Linked DNA regions of Mus musculus: region 1 is linked to region 2. A link is a contact called in public Hi-C data. All regions are on one chromosome and are shown on one strand. Each heading gives the region's core, a stretch centred on a gene start, on an enhancer-like site or on the middle of the called end of the contact. The rest is flanking DNA. Distances are from core to core; before and after follow the strand shown.

Region 1 (4,500 bases), core at 242-2,741, 110 kb after region 2:
GCTTTCCCCTTCCTGCTTCTGCACAAGCAACTCAAGCCATCCAATCAACAAGGATTTAACAACAGCCAACAGGACCCAAAGTCCTTCCATGGCTTGTAAGGATACTCACGGTCACAAGAAAAAAAAAAAAACATGAATGCATCAGGCAAAGATGCAAAGCCCTACTCTGGAGATTTGTAGGACATGCTGGCGTATACTTAGAGTGCAGAGACAGGAAGATTAGGAGGTCTGGGCTAGCATGGGCTACTAGCAAGACTCTCACTGAAAGAGAGGGGTAGGGGAGAGAAAGAGAGGGAAAGAGGGGGTAAAGAGAGAGAAAAAGAAAGAGAAGAAAGACAGAGAGAGAGAAGAAAGACGGGGAGGAGAGAGAGAGCGAGCGTGCACTCTAGGCTTTGATAGCTTAACATCCTTTTGGTTCCTACGGGACCCATCATCAAGTATATTACTATATCAAACCGATAGAGGCCTCTCTTCATGAAGAGCCAAGTAAGTGAATGTCACCAGCATACGTCTGACTCAAAGAATCAACTGCATTTCCGGCTGTGTTTCCAGGGATGCAACTAAGAATCTTGGTGGGAGGCAGGCAGGCCTACCATTCTAAGGGTAAAGAGCCACTGTATCCAAATTCACAGAAGAAAAGATCCAAAATAGCGAGAAGGACCAAGTTTCTAGGTTTGTTAAGCACATGACTTCCTAGTGCAGGCAGAGGTCACCAGAGAGGGCTACAGAGCCCTACACTGGAGCCTCAGACCTTATTTGCCCCTGTGACAGGAAGACTGGGTGAGGAGAAGCCAAAGAGCCAAAGTCAGTGCCAGAAAAATGTCTCAGGGCTCTTTCTCCAGGTTGTCAGGAAGATAAAGCCACCGCCCACTAGATGACAGGTATCCACCCCACACCAGACCTTCCCTAAGATAATGTCTAGATACATCACTGTGTACAGCGATCACTAGATGTACACAGCCAGATATCTACATATAATATCTGGTTACACCAATAGCTACACAGCCACAGATAGCTAGCTAGTCACAACACACCTAGATACGCTGATGCAGAGATAGGTAATCATCTAAACACCTAGATAAGAGGAGAGGAGCCCATGGCTTACATGTGCAGACACAGTATGGGCAGAGGACATCACACGCCAAGAAAATGGCCTTAGATTATTATCTCAGTGTTAAATACACCAGAGCTGCCTCTCTTGGCGAATCTGTGCTAAGCCAAAAGGAAGAAGAAGAAGAAGAAGAAGAAGAAGAAGAAGAAGAAGAAGAAGAAGAAGAAGAAGAGGAGGAGGAGGAGGAGGAGGAGGAGGAGGAGGAGGAGGAGGAAGAGGAAGAGGAGGAGGAGGAGGAGGAAGAGGAAGAGGAGGAGGAGGAGGAAGAAGTAAAAATTGCTTGAGAATGAGAAAATTCCCTCCCTCACATTAGGCAACCCCTGGGTCCAGGAAGGAATAGGAATGTACAATAGAGAAAAAGTCACTACGCTGAGAGCAAGCGAGCATGACTCAGCACTGGCCTCACACATCAAGCCCTGCCTTCCATCCCTGCTGCCTGCCGCACAGAAGAAATCATCACTTTCCAGTCATTACCACTCAAAAACACATACGCAAAGAGCTTCATCATAGCTCACCACCACTACTCAAAGCAGTACAGGTAGCTAGTTTCCTAGAATTCTATGGCTCCGTGGAGGTGGTAGAGAAACACACACACACACACACACACACACACACACACACACACACACACACACACGGCAGTTCATGGAGATCTTGTGGCACTGTGTGGTCAGATTGCTTTACCAAGTAGTGATGACACCCTGCTAGGACAGCTGAAATAGACTTTGCGCTGTCTACACTGTGGGCTTGCTGAGGCTCCCACATCATCAAGTATCATGGACACTCTTAGAGAGCTGCAAGTTGTAGCCCAGAAAATGCCCACACCGGCTATGGGGATACGTGGAGAGGCTACTAAACGCTAATATTCCAGTCCCACCAGATTGTAACCAACCGAAAGCCTTTCTAACTCCTCTGCCCTGTTATTTGAAAGCAGGGTTTGGTTTAACTGCTGCTAATCCTGTGTGTACCATGGCCTCAGGAATCGGGGGAGAAGAGCAGATTCTCCTTAGGAGGCCAGGGTTGCTTCGTGCTGGGCAATCCTGAGGGGGCCATGTCAAGAGATGTGAGTTCAGACTCCAAAGGAATCTCAAAAACTTTATCCCAGAGGGGGGGGGGGGGCACTTGGCTTCCTTTTCAATTCCCAGGTATTCCTGGGTAAAGTGAGTTACTTCGAGAATAGCCACAAGCAAAAATTTCTGCTACTTCCTCATTCCTCCCAGATTCTGCCAAAGGCAAAAAACTTCAGAAGAATCGGGTAAAGTTGAGGAACAAGAGAGTTGTGACTTTTTTTTTTTTTTTTTTTTTTGGCTTAGGAATAACTATACATTTGAGGTTGTCTTCTGCTACATAGTGAGTTCAAGGCCGGCCTGGGCAATAAGAAACTGTCTCAGGAAACAAACAAACAAACAAACCAGGGGTGGTAGACTCTAGTGACTGGCAGTTACCTTATGCTAATGGGGCCTAGAAGGCAGAAGTAACCATTGCTTTTCCCTAGCATTCCAACCTTAATTCTCCCTCCCCCCGCCCCCCCCCCAGTCATTTACAAGTGAAAACCTGGTTGGGACAGAGATATTTAATGAAATTTCAGTTCATGTTTGTCACTCGGGCCATTGGAAGTTCACAGCACAGGGACAGCCAAGGCCTGGTGTCCCCAGCAGTAACCAAATCTATCTGTCCCATTTGGCTCAGAAATGGATGCCAGAACCACAGATTTATACTTATTTATCTTTTTCCCTTTGTCCTGGAAGGGAGGTGAGCTCCTCCAGCCCCACCCCCACCTCAGGAGAGGGAACATCAAAACAGAACTATGATTTCTTATTTTGATTTTTGACATAGGGCCTCTTTATGTTGAACTGGCTGTCTGACAATTCACTGTGTAGGTCAGGCTGGCCCGGAACTCGCAGCAATCGCCCCCACCGTCTCCCCAGCACTGGAATTAAACCACCTGGCCTCGCTTTAGCACTGAGCATTTTCCTGTTTGCCAAGACTTCCCCCTTAAAGCTTACACAGGTCTGTGATATTTACCAGGTGTTAACCTCACATAAAAACACACACAACATGGGGAGTGCGCCGTAGTCCTCAGCTGTGGTGTTGTTTTTGAGGCAAGATCTTGCTAGTGTAGCCTTGGTTGGCCCGGAACTAGCTATGTAGGCCATATTGGCCTCCAATTCATGGTGGTCCTCCTGTCTCAGTCTTCTAAGTGTCAGAATTATGAATGTGCTGCCAAACCTGTGTTCCCTCTCTGTCTCTAAGCCCTCCCATCTCAGCAAAGATGTTTTCAAAACTATGTCTGGCCACATGTAATCCTGTCACTGTGGAAGCTGCAACAGGAGGACCAGAAGCAGTTCAAGGACAGCTTCCTCTACACATAGCATTCAAAGCTGGCCTGGGCTATAGAAAACATGTATCTCAGAAAACCAAGAAATACATATAATAAACTCAAGCCTACTGCATTATTTATCTGAACAAATTGTTTAGCTCCAAGGAAGGTGACTGAAACCCATCAGAAATCTGGATGCTGGTGAAGTTTCAAGGTCATGGTCAGGATGGCTCCCCACCCCCATCCCGGCTGGTTCCAGTCCCGCTTACATTATGAAGCTTGTAGTACAGCCCACAGGCATTGCAGACCGGGTCCCCATTAGCGTTCCTCCTCCAGAGGGTGGTGGTGGTGGTCTGACAGTTCGCGCAGGATGTCCCTGCTCTCCTTGCTGCCGACTGGGGATGAGAAGAGAGGAGAAGATAAAATTGGAACACACAGTAAATATGTTGGCAGAGCTATGAAGACTGGCTTGAAGTCTTCCAAAGACATCGAAAAAAAAAAAAAAAAAGACATTGAAATCAAAACCAGCAAGTGGGCCACATGAAAGTCATCAAGGTCCCACATCATCCTTGAGAAGAAAGATGTAGCCAATCTAGAGTCTTGGACTTTTTTGGGCCTCAACAGGCAAATACCGAACTTTCTTTCTCCCAATGAAGAGCTGGAGGAGAAGCAGAGCCCAGTGCCACCTCCCTGGGAACATTACCAGCTCCCTCCATCCCCAGTCCATCTTTTAGAGTGGCAATTTCCAATTAGCCAGGCTAATTTGGGTACCAAGCTCTTAGTCATCCCCAAACCCACGTGAATTCTTTTTCAAGAAAGATAATCAAAAACATTGATTTCTACCTCAACTACTGGCTGACAGGGGACAGTAAGAGCAAAGAAAAGGAAGGAGGGCTGAGCTAACAAACCACTTTCTAGATAGACCCCTCCTCCCAAGCAAAAAGTGCTAAATTAGTAGGGCATAGTGGTGCCAGCACTCTGAGGCTGAAGCAGGAGGATTACGGCTAGCTGAGGATACATGGTGGGAGAGGAGAGCAAGTGAAAATAAGCTATGCCAATACAAATGTAG
Region 2 (4,341 bases), core at 728-3,227:
GTTTGTTTATTTGGGGCACTTCAGGAAATCAATTCCAAGATCCTGGCATCCAGATCCACTGAGCTACATCCCCAGCCATTCATACTTTTACTGTCTGAGTTTGGTCTGTTTGTCTGTTTGTTGAGACAAGGTCTCACTGTGTAGCCCTGACTTGGCTGGAACTAGAAACAGATCAGACTGGCATCAAACTCACAGAGATCTACCTGCCTCTGTCTCTCAGTACAGGGGGATTAAAGTGCTACATGACTCTGCCCCCTCCTTGCCCTATCCAGGTCTGAGGTTATTTGAGCAATGGGTGAGGTACAGCCCCCTAAAGGAGGAAAGAGCTGGGGTTAGTGATGTGGCTCATTGCAGCAGAAAGTTGACTAAACTAGTCTCAGCCCCTGAGATGCTGGAAATTCTGACAAATCCAGTGACTGAAGAAGGTTACGAGCAGTGTAGACCCTGGCTTGTGAACTACTGTAAATCTTTACTGTACTGCAGAGCAGAGCATGCTAACAGTGAAGAGCCCAGATCTAAGCCATCAGGAAACCACAGCCGAAGGCCGAGCTTCTAGGGTATCAGTTTCCATCAGCAATGTCCCTCATAAGGTTGTGCTTGAACATGAGCTAGTGCTGCTGTTAGGCAAGTTTGTGGAACCTTTGGGACATGTGGCCCGGCTGGCAGATTTAGGTCTCTAAGAGCACACCTTTGAAGGTTGTGTTCCACCTCCAGCTGTGGTCCTGTTCTCTGATTCCTGGTCTCGCTCGTGTGTGAGAACCTCCTCTGTCCCATGGTCCCACATGTACATGTCACATGATCCCACATGTACATGTCACATGGTACCACAGAGTCACTTTAACACACCTCCTCCTCCATGATTCCAGCTCATGAGCCAAGAAAAACCTCTCTGTCCTTAAATCCTTTCTCCCGGGTATTTTTCTCATCGTGATAAGAAAGGTAATTGACAGATACCGTCAGGCAGCTGGTGACTGAGAGAGCCAGACTTCACATCTACAAGTTCCCGTTATAAAACAGTTTGTATTATCCATCCATCCATCCATCCATCCATCCATCCATCCATCCATCCAGAGCCCAAGCTAGGCATCACTTGCTTGCCTATATACATGAGCAGGCATAGCACAAAGCTGTACTACTGGCCTTGGGAGAGAACTAGAACTCAGCGAGTAAACTGCCTCCCTTCCAGAATGCAGGTTCTGTTCTGTTTTTCCCATCAATTAATTTGTGTATTCACCTTGCAGCACAATTGATGCTCTCCTCCTCCTTCTCCTTCTCCTCCTCCTTCCCCCACCCCTCCACACACACAGTGTCTCCCTCCATCCCCACTTCCCTTCTCCTTTGAGAAGGTAGAACTCCCATCCCCGCCCATTATCCCCCAGCCCTGACACATCAAGTTTCTGCCGGGCTGGCGAATCCTCTCCCAAAAGGCAGCCCAGTTAGGAGAATGGGATCCATGGGCAGGACTTAGGAACTGTCCCTGCTCCAGTTGGGAGACTTGCATGAAGACCAAAAAATAAATAAATAAATACAAGTTAAGTGTAATGACCAATCCTTGTAGCCCCAGCACTGAGGAGATGAGGGAGGAGGATTTCTGGGGCTCGCTAGCCAGCGGAGACTACTTGGTGAGGCCCAGACCAATGAGAAAAATAAAAAAATAAAAATAAAAATAAAACAAGGTAGACACACCAGAGGATCAACATACACAGTCATGTTTACGTGCATACACACACACACACACACACACACACACACACACACACACACACACACCATGGACTCATCAGGAGGGTGCCATGAGCAACAAGTGTTGCTTTAATAACAATTATCCTAATCTAGAAACCCAAGGAAAAGATCAACAGTTCCATCCTTCCTCGCTATTCAGCCACCAGTCCTTTGGAGCGGGGCTGGGCCAGCAATGAGAATTCTCAGCAGCAATCTGTGCCGGCCACCGCTGACTTCCTGCTTTCTGTCTACTGTGTTTCAGCAAGGGACTTTCCTCAGTGGTATGCTAACCTACATTTTCCAAACCATCAGGTCCTTTGCTATTGAACCTACCAAAACTGAAAGGGGAAAAAAATGTGTAACACAACACAGAGAAAGCAGCCTGGACATCTTTTGTAAAGCTGTGTGGACATGAAATGGTTTTTAGTAAGCTTGCCAATGAGAGTCCTGAGAAGCACAGATCATTACGTTGCCTGAGAAATGTCTGAGGCTTCAAGGCTAGAACACCACATCCTAATGAGTAATGAGGATTACATAACTAAGAAGATAAGCAACACCACCCACCGATTGCATGGAAATGCTAATGCTGAGTTCCTGGCCGCAGCCTGCAGTAAAAAGGAAGAACAGAACTTCAAAATATTACTCCCCATTGTTGCATAAAACCACGATTGGTTTGCCATGATTGTTCATTTTGCCTTTCGAGATTCTTAACTCCCTATCTAAAAGCTCAGCTGTGTCTTTCATTCACAAATCAATGTTCAGCAAAAGTCCTTAAGAGACCCTCCCCCTCCTCCAACCGAATGCAAGCTTGAGATGTGCTTCAAGGGAAACTTGCATAATAAGTAAAACAAGGACTGCATTCCTCAGGTGGGGAAGAGATCCATGGGAGAGCATATGCAGAAACCCCGGTATGCAAGTTCTAGTGTAAGCATGCAAACACACACACACACACACACACACACACACACACACACACATACACACACACACACACACACACACACACATTCACACACTCAAACACACACACATACACACACATACACATTCAAACACACATTCACACACTCACACACACACAAACACACACATTCACACACACATACACACACATACGCACACATTCACATACGAACACAAACACACATTCACATACTTTGTTTCCAGGGTTCAAATTCTAGTGTAAGCATGCAAATACACACACAAACACACACACACACACACTTTGCTTCCATGAACCATGTCTCAAGTTTCCATTTGCTTGGAGGAAAGGGCTTTTAAGAATTTTTGCTAAACACTGATTTGGAAATGGAAAACTGAGTTTCTCTCAGACAAGGAGTGTTGGCAGAGGGACACCCACATGCCACAGCACGTGTGTGGAAGTCAGAGGACAATTCGTGTGAGTCAGTTCTTTCGTTCTATCATGTGGGGCTGGGGGACCGAAGTCAGAGGACAATTCGTGTGAGTCAGTTCTCTCATTCTATCATATGGGGCTGGGAGACCGAATTTGAAGTCCCAGGTTTGTTGGCAAAAGCCTTTACCTTCTGAGCCAATTTAATGGCCCACAACAAAGCCTTAAAACAAAGAAATCCTACAGTCCTCCTCACTCTGCTGTGGTAGTTTCACTATGGAAAGTTCTTCAGTATTGCTAACTTACATCTCCCTTGCTGCCCGACGTAAGGGACATCTTAGGGCCTGTGTGGTGATATATATCTCTACTCCCAGTACTGGGAAGGCTGAGGTAAGAAAATTGCCCTAAGTTTGAAACCAGCCTGATCTCTATAGCACCGTCCCAGGTCACAGTTTCCAGAAGTTCCTCCTCAGAATGCAGGTCACTTACACTGAAAATGTGAAAATTCAAACCATGAAAGATACAATGTTATTACTAGAATATTACATTTTTTTCAGTCTATAAATAATTTTGCCTAATTATCCCCTTTTTTTCCAGTAGACTCTTCTCTTGTCCACCCCCGAGTCCACCCCACATATACTCAAACACTTTCAGAACTTAGCTCTTGAAAATTCTGTGAAATTTACACTGGAAGATGGTATTTAGAGTCCCAATATTCACAGTTTACAACTGAAAACTCCTGACTGTCAGTTAAGTGCGGAAGTATTCCATGGGGATGCTGTCAAATCCTTCTCCAGCATACACACCAATTTTTTTCCCTTGAGATGTCTTGGCATCCAGACTATCCTCAAGCTGACTGTGACTGTGACCTTGAACCTCTGATCCTCTGGCTCCACCTTTCAAGTGCTAGGTTTGTAGGCTACTCTGCCATACCTAGCTATCCATTTCTTATTCTTTATAAATTTCTGGTCAATAGACCTTCACAGATAACTCCCCTCCCATGTGCACAATTCCTAACATATAGGAGCTATATAAACTAGTTCCTTGGGGCAGCAAAATGGCTCATTGGGTAAAGTCAACTGCCTTCAAGACCGACAACCTGAAATCGATCCCCAGGATCTGAGTGTGGGAGGGAGAGGGCCGACTCCCACAGGTTGTGCTCTGACCTCTACACATACGCCATGGCAGACATACCCATACACATGCACATACACAATACATAATCAAGGTTTTTTTAAGTTCCCCTATTTTAGATACAAGTATTCCGA

What was found. Hi-C and Micro-C count contacts between places; a contact is called where the count stands out from the background.
Region 1: a contact with region 2 is called in a Hi-C map of group 2 innate lymphoid cells, with 2.8 times the contacts expected there. The contact joins two enhancer-like sites. A contact is called at or near these places in 1 of 15 datasets of contacts at CTCF or cohesin (CD8 T cells), 5 of 484 Hi-C or Micro-C datasets (CD4 T cells, Th1 cells, bone marrow-derived dendritic cells and 2 more) and 2 of 115 datasets of contacts at active chromatin or transcription factors (CD8 T cells and bone marrow-derived dendritic cells).

Annotation. Positions count from the first base shown.
Region 1 is chr2:9,859,395-9,863,894 of GRCm38.p6, forward strand. It overlaps Gata3 (GATA binding protein 3), which reads right to left. Exons shown (of 6, transcript NM_008091.3): 5 at 3,701-3,826. Among named protein-coding and RNA genes, the nearest start is that of Gata3, 17 kb to the right of the region's middle. Within about 2 kb of position 1,492, at least 35 of the 459 cell types and tissues checked have an H3K27ac peak or open chromatin away from gene starts, as enhancers often do. A contact at or near this core is called in Th1 cells and group 2 innate lymphoid cells, where this site is marked.
Region 2 is chr2:9,748,049-9,752,389 of GRCm38.p6, forward strand. No RefSeq gene overlaps it. Among named protein-coding and RNA genes, the nearest start is that of Gata3, 130 kb to the right of the region's middle. Within about 2 kb of position 1,978, at least 50 of the 459 cell types and tissues checked have an H3K27ac peak or open chromatin away from gene starts, as enhancers often do. A contact at or near this core is called in Th1 cells and group 2 innate lymphoid cells, where this site is marked.